Linked DNA regions of Zea mays: region 2 is linked to region 1. Evidence: chromatin contacts called from public Hi-C data. All regions are on one chromosome and are shown on one strand. The core of a region is the stretch at or near the end of the contact, and the rest is flanking DNA. Distances in the headings are between cores, read along the strand shown. Region 1 holds the start of LOC103629177 (probable 2-oxoglutarate-dependent dioxygenase ANS). Region 2 holds the start of LOC100384382.

Evidence for each region. A called contact is a pair of places that touch in the nucleus more often than the background predicts.
Region 2: a contact with region 1 is called in a Hi-C map of endosperm, with 2.8 times the contacts expected there. The contact joins the promoter of LOC100384382 here to the promoter of LOC103629177 in region 1. A contact is called at or near these places in 11 of 25 Hi-C or Micro-C datasets (bundle sheath, ear, endosperm and 4 more).

Annotation. Positions count from the first base shown.
Region 1 is chr6:34,316,556-34,322,396 of Zm-B73-REFERENCE-NAM-5.0, reverse strand. It overlaps LOC103629177 (probable 2-oxoglutarate-dependent dioxygenase ANS), which reads right to left and starts at 2,506. Exons shown (of 3, transcript XM_020539849.3): 1 at 1,567-2,506; 2 at 1,132-1,465. The coding sequence starts at 2,042.
Region 2 is chr6:34,614,749-34,620,589 of Zm-B73-REFERENCE-NAM-5.0, reverse strand. It overlaps LOC100384382, which reads right to left and starts at 3,225. Exons shown (of 5, transcript NM_001362355.1): 1 at 2,787-3,225; 2 at 1,680-2,011; 3 at 795-1,580; 4 at 1-244. The coding sequence starts at 1,881.

The DNA.
Region 1 (5,841 bases), core at 1,257-3,756:
TAGTGTAGCGAAGCACCACCAGAATGATGTGAGTGCTTGTGCCCTCCAAAAGGGTAAGTAAAATTCCTGGCCGTGCGTACTGGACGGGTGCAGCTGATCCTGATCGCCCGCGTGACCATGAGATCATCAGATACAACAGATCATTTCTCTCTCTCTCTTTCTCTCTACTACTACTATGCGAGAGTGCTAATTAATACTCGTCGTTCTCTCTAGTACTGGATAGCTAATTGAGGTCCTGCTTAGAACCATTAGAGCATCTTCATCAAGGGATTCTTCATTTTGAGCTCTCTATATGTATCATCTTAGTTTGGCTATTCAGGGTAGCTAGCCAAAAAGTTTAGCCGGTGAGGAAACCAATTAACATATCTAATGAATTGTTAGGTGAGTTAAGTAGTCTCTTGGAGAGATACTCTTATAACTAGTAGTTAGCTTAGTTAGCCAGCTGATAAATTGTAGGTGGGTTAAGCCAGCTAAGACCAGTCCCGACAAGGCGACAACCCCCCCCCCCCCCCCCCCCCCCCTTTTGTATAAACGATATTTATATTAACACATCATCAAGAACACACTACTTATAGACCTACCCTTTCTCAATGCAAAGGTTTCACGATGGTTTTTCTATGTCCAAAACATATTTAATGCTTCATAAACTAGTTGTTAGCTGTGGGTCAATTAAGAATTAGTTGAGGGTGTTTAGAACTGCTGTATATAGCTAATATTAGCATCTAACTAGTAGCGCACTACTGCTCTCTGCATACTTTAGCCATCCATCCATCCACCCCGCGTACGCGCAAGTCTTCCTGCAGATCATTATCCCCAGCTAACTCATCGCTCGACACGACGGGCATGCGTGCGTCCAAGCTAACTACCATCATTACGGGCCAGGTGGATTATTATTGGCGGCCACATACGTAATTATCAGTTAACAACTGAGGGACGGCCGGTGTGCGTGTCGTACGTGGTGAAATGAACGATGGCTTTTGTGAGGCTGCCACGTTTACACAACTAGCTAGCTAACCCATCACTTGGCAACGACGGTTAGTCACGGGCAACCACGAGGGAGGGATGCATGTGACTTAATAAGCCCTGAACCAAACACGCGTCAACGACTGTGTCTGTTTGTAATACGCATACCTGGATCTGGTCGCCGACGTTGACGATGAAGGCGTCGGGCACGGGGTCGACGGTGACCCAGGCGCCGCGGCGGCGCACCTGGAGGCCGCGGACGCGGTCGTCGGCGAGGAGCACGGTCATGCCGCCCGGGTCGGAGTGGGACGACAGCCCCAGCGCGAGCTCCGGCTGCGGGCACCGCGGGTAGTAGTTCACGCGCACGCACACCCCGGCGCCCTCCGCGCCGCCGAACGCCTCCCGCAGCCGCGCCTCCCCGACGCCCAGCCCCGCCGACATGGCCGCCAGCAGCCGCCCGCACAGCGCCGCCACCTCGCGGCTGTACTCCTCCGTCGTCTTCCTGCCGTAAGCTCGTAAGTACATCAACTCCTCCGATGATCCGATCCTCCTCAGATGGAGTATAATAATAAAAAATAAATAAACAAGTAGTAGTTAATGTACCTGAGGCCGGGGGGCAGGTGGGGCCACTTGCGCGGGTCGCAGAGGTGGGGCGGGCGGACGTGGAGGAAGTAGTAGTCGCCCCAGTCGAGGAGGGCGCCAGCCTCCACGCCCAGCCGGCTGCCGTACCCCTCGTACGTGGCCGGCGAGTTGGCGTACCGCTGCTTCACCTCCATGGGCTGCCGGAAGAAGCCGCGCCACGCGCCGCGCGCGCGCCGCAGCAGCTCACCGGGCACGCCGTGGTTCACGGCCTGGAAGAAGCCCCAGTCGCGGCACGCCTCCGACACCGCGCGCGCCGTCGCCGGCGACGACAGGTCCACCACGGGGATCCCGCCGCCGCCCTCCTCCTCGCCCGCCGCCGACGCCGGCCGCTCAGCCTCCGGCTTCACGTACCGCGCCGGGATCGTCGCCGCGCCGCTCTCCGACAGCGACTGCACCCTCACCACCGGCTCCGGCCACCCAGCCGCCGCGCCTTCCATCCTCGATCGATCGATCGATCACTGCAGCCTTCGATATATCTTCCTTGTTGGGATGCTCTTGGACACTGCGCGTTGCACTTGCTAATTCTGCTGAGCACAGCCTAAAGCTTCAATTCGCCGATATTTGTCAACGACGGCGAACCAAGCGTGAACAACGAACGCTGGCCTGACGACGGAATTACTACTAATAATAATATTATGCATGCATGTATATCAACAGCAAGCTAAGGGATCAGATCAACAAAAGATAGATATGATGCCAGCATCTCATCTCATCATCTGGAGCTGGAGCAGAGATAGATAGATATATATAAAGAGACCAGAGAAGAGGATATCTGAGAATCGGAGATGAGAACAAAATTAAAGAAGATGCATGGAGATAGCTACTAGCTAGAGAGGAGGACAGGATCACAGCCACAGCTAGCACACAGGTTCTTTTGCTGTGCTGTGTGTGTGTGTGTGTCGATCATGTCATGCGTGCTATATATATTTTGGCCGGCAGTATAGCTTTAGTCAAGCCGATAGCGCTTCGTGTCTAGCTCGATTAGGCAGCCGCTAGCTAGCTAGCTAGCTAATCGGACAGAGTATACTTGGTTTATCTTTTAGACCAATAAGAGATCGATCTGCTGTACGTTGCTGAATGCTGCTGATGCGGCGGGCGAAAGCAACGCACGCAAATAGCAAAACGTGACTGAATTTCTGTTGCGCATGTGACGGCACCGCACGGAGCAGCGGGGTCCACACAGTGACGTGTAGCCTGGAGCGTATGCATAATACAAACCATGTACTCTAGCAGGCATGTGGCCCACCGTAGCGTGCAAATGTACTTGCTCCGTTCAGTATATATCTTCACTAGTGCGTTTTAGACGGCATATATATATAAATATTAAATAAGGCACAACAAATTAATACATGAAACCGAACAAATATATCAGCGACAACTCGCGAGTCTATGATCCTGTTTGACACAGCTTATTTTCAGCTTCTTCACAAATTTAAGTCAAAATTCTGCCAAACAGACAGCTTCTCCAGCAGCTTATCAGTTTAGCTGTTCTCAGAATGAATTAAAAGCAGCCAACAAGTATAAGCTGCTTTTCACCAACTTATCAAATAAGCTGTTTTTTCAATAAGCAGCAGTTGTACCAAATATGGTCTATGAGGGAGGTGAAGGCGGTGCCGAGGGTGGGACGCATCGGCGACAACTGGCGAGTCGGCGGGGGTCATCAGGATGGGAGAGGTAAATACAGTTTCGCGGATAGGGCATGGCAGTGGTTGGCGAGACGGAGGTCATCTTTAAAAAAAAATATAGCTAAAAGCAGAGCGGTGTAAAACCTTTCAAATCAAGAGAGGATTCGGACTTTCGGAGCATCTCAACCGGACGAAAAAAACGGTGGAAGTGCAAGTGCTGCTCCTCCTAGGTACACATCGTGCACGTGCACCCGAAGTCGTCTCTCATTTAATTTACCTTTCTGCCCCTAGCTAGACAGTCTAGTACTAGTGTCTGTAGCACGAGCAATAGCACCCCAATTTTTAAAAGTTTGTCCTCGGCCTGTTGACCTGTGAGCATCTCCGAATCAAGCCCATGCATGCGGCCCATAAAAAGTTTGGAAAAATTATGTTTATGTCATCAGATTTTATACTTATTCCTCGTATGCCAAGTATCATATAGATAACTTTTTGTGTTTGTATAATATGTGGGACTAATGACACACGAAGAATAGGTATATTTTCCGGTGACATATAAGGAATTGCCCATAAACGATTCTGCTACCGCGCGCATCCAGTCAGACTCATTTGCAGGTGCGCTATTTTCCACGAGGTGGGTATCTTATACGGCTACGGACACTTTAGAGCATCTCCACTATTTTTTGTAAAATATTCCCTAAAAACAAATATGGAGAATTGCTAAATGATAAGAGAGACTTAATTTTTTTGTGTTTTCCAATAGTTCTCTATTTTTAGTTAACAAATATTTCAAATTATGTCACCTCAGATTCTTTTAATGGGCCTATTTTGTCTTGATCCTATACGCTATGATGATACCTATTTTGTGTTTTTCAATAATTATCTATTTTTAGTTTAACAAATATTTTAAATATTTCAAATTATGTCACCTCATTTTTTAATGGGCCTATTATGTCACCTCAGCTTCTTTTAATGAGCCTATTTTCCACTATGGTTGACGAGGTGTTGTCGTGATGCATGTGCTCTAGTAGCAACATGGTTGAGTAGATGCTGCCTTGATGTGCTTCACAAAAGGCTGACCAACCAAACTAGGGATGTCAATTTTACCCGTGGGTTCGATATCCATCAGATATCCGATTCGTCCGGTCCGGTATAAATTTGTACCCGTGGATCTGGCCCGTACCCGACCCGTGATAAAACCGGGTCGGGTACGTATATTTTTTGTCGCCCGCGGGTTACCCGTAGATATCCGTAAAAACTAAAAATCTAGTGAGCATGTATCATGAAGACTTGAAGTGTTCTCATATTATGTTCTGTATGTCTGTTGTCGGCGTTTCGAGACCGGGGGGTCCCTGGGCCGACGAGTGAATGTCGCCGCGTGCCCCAGCCCAGATGGGTCGGCGCGAGGCCGAGCGCGAAGTGGGGAAGTGAGGTGGCCGGAGATGGGCGTGAGAGAGGTGGAAATCCCGCGGCCTTCGTGTTCGTCCCGCGCCCAGGTCGGGTGCGCTTGCAGTAGGGGGTTACAAGCTTCCACACGGGAGAGGGAGCGAGCGGCCTCACGCGAGCGCCTGTCTCGTCCTCGTCCCCGCGCGGCTAACCCTCTCTAAGAGGGCCCTGGTCCTTCCTTTTATAGGCGTAAGGAGAGGATCCAGGTGTACAATGGGGGGTGTAGCAGAGTGCTACGTGTCTAGCGGAGGAGAGCTAGCGCCCTAAGTACACGCCATCGTGGCGGCCAGAGAGGTTTTGGCGCCTGGTTCGTGTGATGTCGTGGTCGTCGGAGGAGCGCTGGAGCCTGGCGGAGGGACAGCTGTCGGAGCTGTCGAGTCCTTGCTGACGTCCTCTTGCTTCCGTAAGGGGGCTGAGAGCCGCCGTCGTCACAGAGTATGCGGGGCGCCATCATTGCCTATCTGGCGGAGCGAGCCAGATGGGACGCCGGTCTCGTTCCCTGTGGCCCGAGTCAGCTTGGGGTAGGGTGATGATGGCGCCTCCTGTTGACGTGGCTGGTCTGCGCCCTAGGTTGGGCGATGTGGGGGCTCCTCCGAGGTCGAGGTCGAGGTCGAGTCTGTCTTCCGTGGCCGTGGTCGAGTCCGAGCCCCTGGGTCGGGCGAGGCGGAGACCGTCGGCTGAGGTCAGGGCTAAGTCCGAGCCCTGGGGTCGGGCGAAGCGGAGTTCGTCGTCTTCCGGGGCTGAGCCCAAGTCCGAGCCCTAGGTCGGGCGTAGCGGAGTTCACCGTCTTCCGGGGCTTAGCCCGAGTCCGAGCCCTGGGTCGGGCGGAGCGGAGTTCGCCGTCTTCCGGGGCTGAGCCCAAGTCCGAGCCCTGGGTCGGGCGGAGCGGAGTTCGCCTTCTTCAGGGGCTGAGCCCGAGTCCGAGCCCTGGGTCGGGCGAAGCGGAGCTTTCTATGGTGCCTGCGGCCGGGCCTGACTGCCTGTCAGCCTCACTCTATCAAGTGGCACCGCAGTCAGAGCGGCGCAGGTGGCGCTGTCTATCTGTCAGGCCGGTCAGTGGAGCGGCGAAGTGACGGCGGTTACTTCGGCTCTGTCGACTGAAGGGCGTGCGTCAGGATAAAGGTGTCAGGCCACCTTTGCGTTAAATGCTCCCGCGATTTGGTCGGTC
Region 2 (5,841 bases), core at 1,976-4,475, 300 kb before region 1:
ATGCTTTCCTTCAGTTGGAGCAGCTTACATGTACTGGTCGGGCCGTTTGAATCCCCAGAACAAGAATCATTATGTTGCATAAGTTCAACGAGAATGTTTGTAAGGCCATTAATAGGATCATCACCGAGCTGATCTAACTTGATGGAAAATTCATTATTGAAAGTTTTACCATCAGCTTCCAAGACATCTTTAGTAGAGTTAGTGACCGTATTTGGTGTCATTTCACATGATTTATCTTCAGGTGCTGCAATCAAGATTTAGGAGAGTTATTAAGCTACCATAAACTATGTGAAAAACAGTGTTTTCAACTATGGTACATTCTGCATGCGAAGTATCTAGCATGCTGATCAAAAGAATCATTAACCATAGGGACCAAAAATGGTTGAATTTATTTCTCCAGTAGGTTATCTCTAAAGCATAAATGTTTAGGTACAAATTTAAGCAAAAAAAGGGTGAATGAAGGTTACTGCCCAACATGACCAATGAAAATCGAAGGATCTCTGAATTACTGTTGAAGACCAAGGGAAGGTATGCTTTCAGTCAATCAGGTATGACAAATGACATACATGGCAACCAAGGGAATGTGTGAACCTCAGGAGGAGCTCGTTTGCAAATATGCACACACTGCTTTGGTTCCACTATGATTTTAGAACTAATTCAACAACAGAACGGAACATATATTAACCAAGCCAACAAACAAAAGTACAAGGTGTATGAAACCAGAAGGGAAACCGGGTATTAAGATCAATCAAGCTAGCAAGGAGACGGATCAAAAATCAATACGGGTTGCATACCTGAGGAACAATATGGCGGTGCAGTAACTGGAGATGAGCATCGCATAGGAGCAGACGAAAGTGCAAGAGCAGCAGGAGGTGCTGGTGCAGACTCAGGCAGTGGTGCAGCAGGAAATACAGATGCAACAGAAGGCGCAGGCGCAAGGGAGGTCTTCTGTTCGCCATCACCTGAACTTACATCAGCAACAACTTCAGCGGGATCCGAAGGACCCTGCACCTTCTGCTTCTCATACTTGGCCAAACCCTGACCCCATCCAAGGCGTGCCTTCTTCCTTGGTGCCTCGTCTTCCGTCCCGTGAGGACCTGCCGCGGCCAGAGGCTGAGCTGAAGCCTCCTTCCCTGAAGCAGAGAGCCGAGTACTTTGGCCAACAGAAAGCGGTCCATCAGCATCGGCTACTTCAGATCTGCTCTCCCTTCTCCGCCATGGTGTCACCCGTGGGAGGTTGTCCCTGTCCCCTCTGTTAATTCTATTGCCCGGAGGGTCATAGCAGATCGGAACGGCAACTGACCTCAAGGGAGACCTCCTGGGTGGTGGCGGAGGGGGCTGCTCTGAGTGGTTCCTGGAGAAGTCGCTTCCGTAGCCGCCCCTGTATGGGGACTTCCGGTATGAACCCCTCATGTCACGGCCGTCCCTGCGGCCACCGCTGCCATACCGACCGAAACCCTTGTATCCCCCGTCGTCGTCTTCCGGCCAGTACCGGTCCGAGCGCGACGGCGTGTAGACAGACGGCGGGTCATCAGGGTAGGAACGGTCGTACGCGCCGCCACCCTGTCGGTAGTAGCCTTCTGAAATAGCAGAGCGGTTGGAGGAAATTAGGGGCACCAGAGGGGGTCGGCGAGGCGGCGGCGGCCTCAGATCTGAGCATTCGCGGGGGGCATGCCCACCTGAGGAGGCCAACGGCGGCGCACGGCGCGGCGAGGGCCGCGCGGGGTCCCGAAGGGGCGGTGGCGGCGGCGGGTGGTACGGCGAGTCCCGCCAGCGCGGCGGCGTGGGGGCAGGCGGCAGGAGCGAGTCGCCGACGCCGCCGTCGTGCCTGCGGCCCTCCCGGTATAGATAGTCCCTTCGATCCGGCGGCGGCGGAGGCATCCACGTCGCCGTTGTCGTCGTCGTCCCAGCGGCGGCTGTACGAGGCTTCGGCCGCCGCCGCAAATCGCATGCGCGCGGCGAAGCCAACTCTGGGGAGTCTCTGACCTCCTGCTCCTAACCCGTAAGAAACCTACACAGAGGCGCACGCACGGAGTCAGAGGGAACCACGCGCCCGTCAGGTTAAGGAAGCCCAGATTGCCGGCCGCGGCGAGACGGATTCATGAGCTCAGGACTCACGGTTTCCAACCGGAGGCGGCACCAGGTTTGACAGGCAAGAGCGCCCAGCCCCTTGAGGACACGTAGACGCGGCGTGGGCGGGGCAGCAGCCGGCCGCCTGCCGGCGAGGAAGAGCCGCGGAACAAAAAGAGAAGCGGCGATACGAAGCGCCCCGGCGGCGCGGGCAGGCGCTCCCAGGGTCGAAAGCAGCGGAGGCAGGGCGGGCAGGTCACGGCGCACGCTGATCTGCGCCCGCGCCGGGGGTCGTCGGCGGTGCGTCTGGGGCCCTCTGGGGAGCGTAGAGAGGTGGAAGAGGTGAGCGGGAGGCTGGAGAGGTGAGGCCGTGAGGGAGGAAGAGGGAGAGGGAGAGAGGACAAGGAAATGGGAGAGGAAACGGAGGCCGCGCCAACGTGAGCCGATAAAGCGGATGCGCCCGGCCGGGCCTGAGCCCGATTTGATGCGCGCCCCTCACGTCCGCGGCCCCCCGTAGGGCGTAGAGAGAGAGAGAACCGGGAGGGGGAAAAGAAATAAATTCCGGGATTTCGCCCATTTAATAACAGGCTGTTTTCTTTTATTTATTTGTTTCATTTATTTATTCGGTGACCAAAAAAAGGCGGAACACGGAAAGGACGGAACACGGAAAGGATAAGCGAGATTGGCAACGCAGCAAGCAAGGCAAAACTTCCTACCTGGCCCGGCGAGTTACCGCTTCTGCCCCCGGCCCACCACGGGATTCACGAGAACGCCAGCCCCCGACCGACGGCCAGGATGGCAGGTGCCGTAACGGAAGCGAACTCCCAGAGGCAGTCCGCGGCGGGCAGGGCACCGCCTCGCGCCTGCCGTCCCCACGGAAGACGAGGCCGAAGCCGGTGCCGCCGGCGAGCCCCACGATCTGCGCTGCTTGTCGGCCCGGCGAGCGCGGCCATTCGCGACGCCGGAGCAGCCCCGGCGGCTGCTGATCCGCGCCGGGCGATCGTCGTCTGGGAGCGGATCGATCGCAGCGCGGCGGAGCAGAATTGAGCGACGAGGGGGGAGGCGCCGGGATCTGGTGGGTAGCGAGCGAGGCGAGCAGAAGCCATCGCAGATCTGGTCGTGGTAAACGAAGCGAGCAACATCCGTCGCCAAGAGCCGAAGAGGCTGCTCCGATCTGCTTCCGGCAGCAGCGCGGGCCGATATGCGAGGAGGTTATGGTAATGCTTGCGCTGCATGGGTTGGGGGATTTCGGTGGCGCTGGCGTCGGGCGTGTTTTGGGGTGGCCGGAGAGGAGGGATCCGGGCCGCTTGGTGAGGAGACGGACGGCTTGGATCGGCCCTGGGAACAGGTCGAAAAGCAATCATGGCACGATTACTGACGGGTCGGGGCGGGTGAAAGTGTATGGTCCACAGGCTGCGCTGCGCGCTCAGGGAACCCGGCTGACAGCTGTGGTGGACTAATAATATCTACACCAGATTTTTTTTATTATACTCCTTATCTTACTCCATATTTCAAAATCTTATCTCCAAACAATACATCTATAGTAAAAATATGGGAAATTTGGATACATACCATTAAAAGATCACCACTTTGGATCCATACCATTACTATCTCACTTACATGTGGATCCACATGAGTCAATGACATGTGGGTCCATGGTATATATCTAAAGTTTGGATCTTTTAATGGTATAGATCCAATTGTTCCTAAAAATATTGTTAAACATACGTACGACATGCTGAAGTTGGTCTAAGACCATCTCCATGAGTTCTAAAATATAGCTCTAGAAATCGAAATAAGACTGTAGTTAAAATATTTTAGACATCAAAAAAATTACTCCAGCAGATATTTAGAAAATAAATCTTGTTATTAGAAAATAAATAATTGTAGATTAAGAAAAAATAAGGATATGACTTCAATATATAAGGTACTATATTTAAGACTCCAGAGACCGAAACATATAATAGTTTGATGAATTTTAATAAAATAGGATCAATATTGGTGTCGTTTTATGTTTCCGGGGCTTATATTTTAAAATACAACATTGTTTAGGGCCCTCTTCAAAACGCTCTAATGTTCATTTTTAATAAAAAAAAGTTGTGGGTTTTTCTTTAGTTTTTTGTTTATGTGTTGACATTATTTTAATTAACCATACCATGTCAACACTTGTAGAGTTGTTTTAGATATAGTGGTTATGCAGAATTTTTGTATCACCGCCTAAAAATTCGGGCGAAGGGGGAAAGACCGCCCTCGCGGAATTATATTAAGAAGAGACATAAACATAACCTCGGCCGAGAAAATCCCCCGTCACTAGTGGGCTGTCACCACCCACTCTACAACTGCTCAGTCGGAGGATGACGCGCATGACGTAACTCGAGAGCGGGTGGGACACAGCGAGGAGAGTTTTTAACCAAGCCCAAAAATCGTCCCGAGAGGGGTCGAACCCAAGGCCTTGGAGGTGCTACTCGAAAGCATTAACCATTACACTAGATGCTCTTTTCGTTGTCTGTGTCCCCTCATCATCAAGGGGCTACGGACTGCTTCTTAGCAAAAGCTTCGATCATGTCGAGCAGGTTATCTATATGGTCATCTAAAATATTGTTTTGCATTGTTCACATAGTAGAGTTTGAAATAGGATATAAGATGGGATAGATGATGGGTAAGCTGCTAGAGATAATCTTAGTTGATACATCTTAGGTAGAACATATTAAATATGTGATGGTCGACATCACAAGGCAAACTAAACTCAGTGCACTCAAGACCTATATAGAATGTGTAGCGGTCGTATGGCTGTAAAGTCATACGTGCAAACATGGAGTGTACCATAAACCGCGGTGAACATACCAAATGCATTTTTCCTATTTTTCAATTTACCATTCAAATACTCGTGCTTATACTCATACATCACGATGTTAGTCTAAGACAATGTGTTGAGCATTTAATCACCAAAACAAACTAGAAATGTCCCAATGGCACATTTCCCTTTCACCGCCTGTGGGTGTCTCCAGAAGACAACGGCCACCTGAGCGTGTCTCGGGTGCTTGAGGGCTTACCTCAAGACGATGGGCGCCTGAAGGTGTCTCGGGTAACCGAAGGCATGGATCAAGGGGAGCACGAGAACAAGAAGAAAAGGAGGAGGGAGAAGTATCACATGCACCTCCAACTCAAGTCTGCACCAATATTCAAGAGGATCATCCAGTGGATCAAATCCTTGGTGACATTAGCTAGGGAGTTACTACGCACTCACGTATTGCTAATTTCTGTGAGCACTACTCCTTTATTTCTTCTATTGAGCCTTTCAGAATATAAGAAGCCTTGCAGGATCCAGACTGAGTGTTGGCCATGCATGAGGAGCTAAACAACTTCAAGAGAAATGAAGTGTGGAGTTTGGTGCCACGTCCTAAACAAAATGTTGTGGGAACCAAGTGGGTGTTCCGCAATAAACAAGACGAGTATGGGGTGGTGACAAGAAACAAGACGAGACTTATGGCAAAAAATATGCACAAGTCGAAGGTTTGGATTTTGAGGAGACTTTTGCTCCTGTAGCTAGGCTTGAGTCTATTCGCATACTATTAGCCTATGCTACTCACCATTCTTTTAAGCATTATAAAATGGACGTGAAGAGCGTCTTCCTCAACGGGCTAATCAAGGAGGAGGTGTACGTGGAGCAATCTCATGGCTTCGAGGATAACAGGTACCTCGACCATGTGTATAAGCTCTCTAAGGCGATCTATGGACTTAATCAAGCCCTGAGAGCATGGTATGAATGTC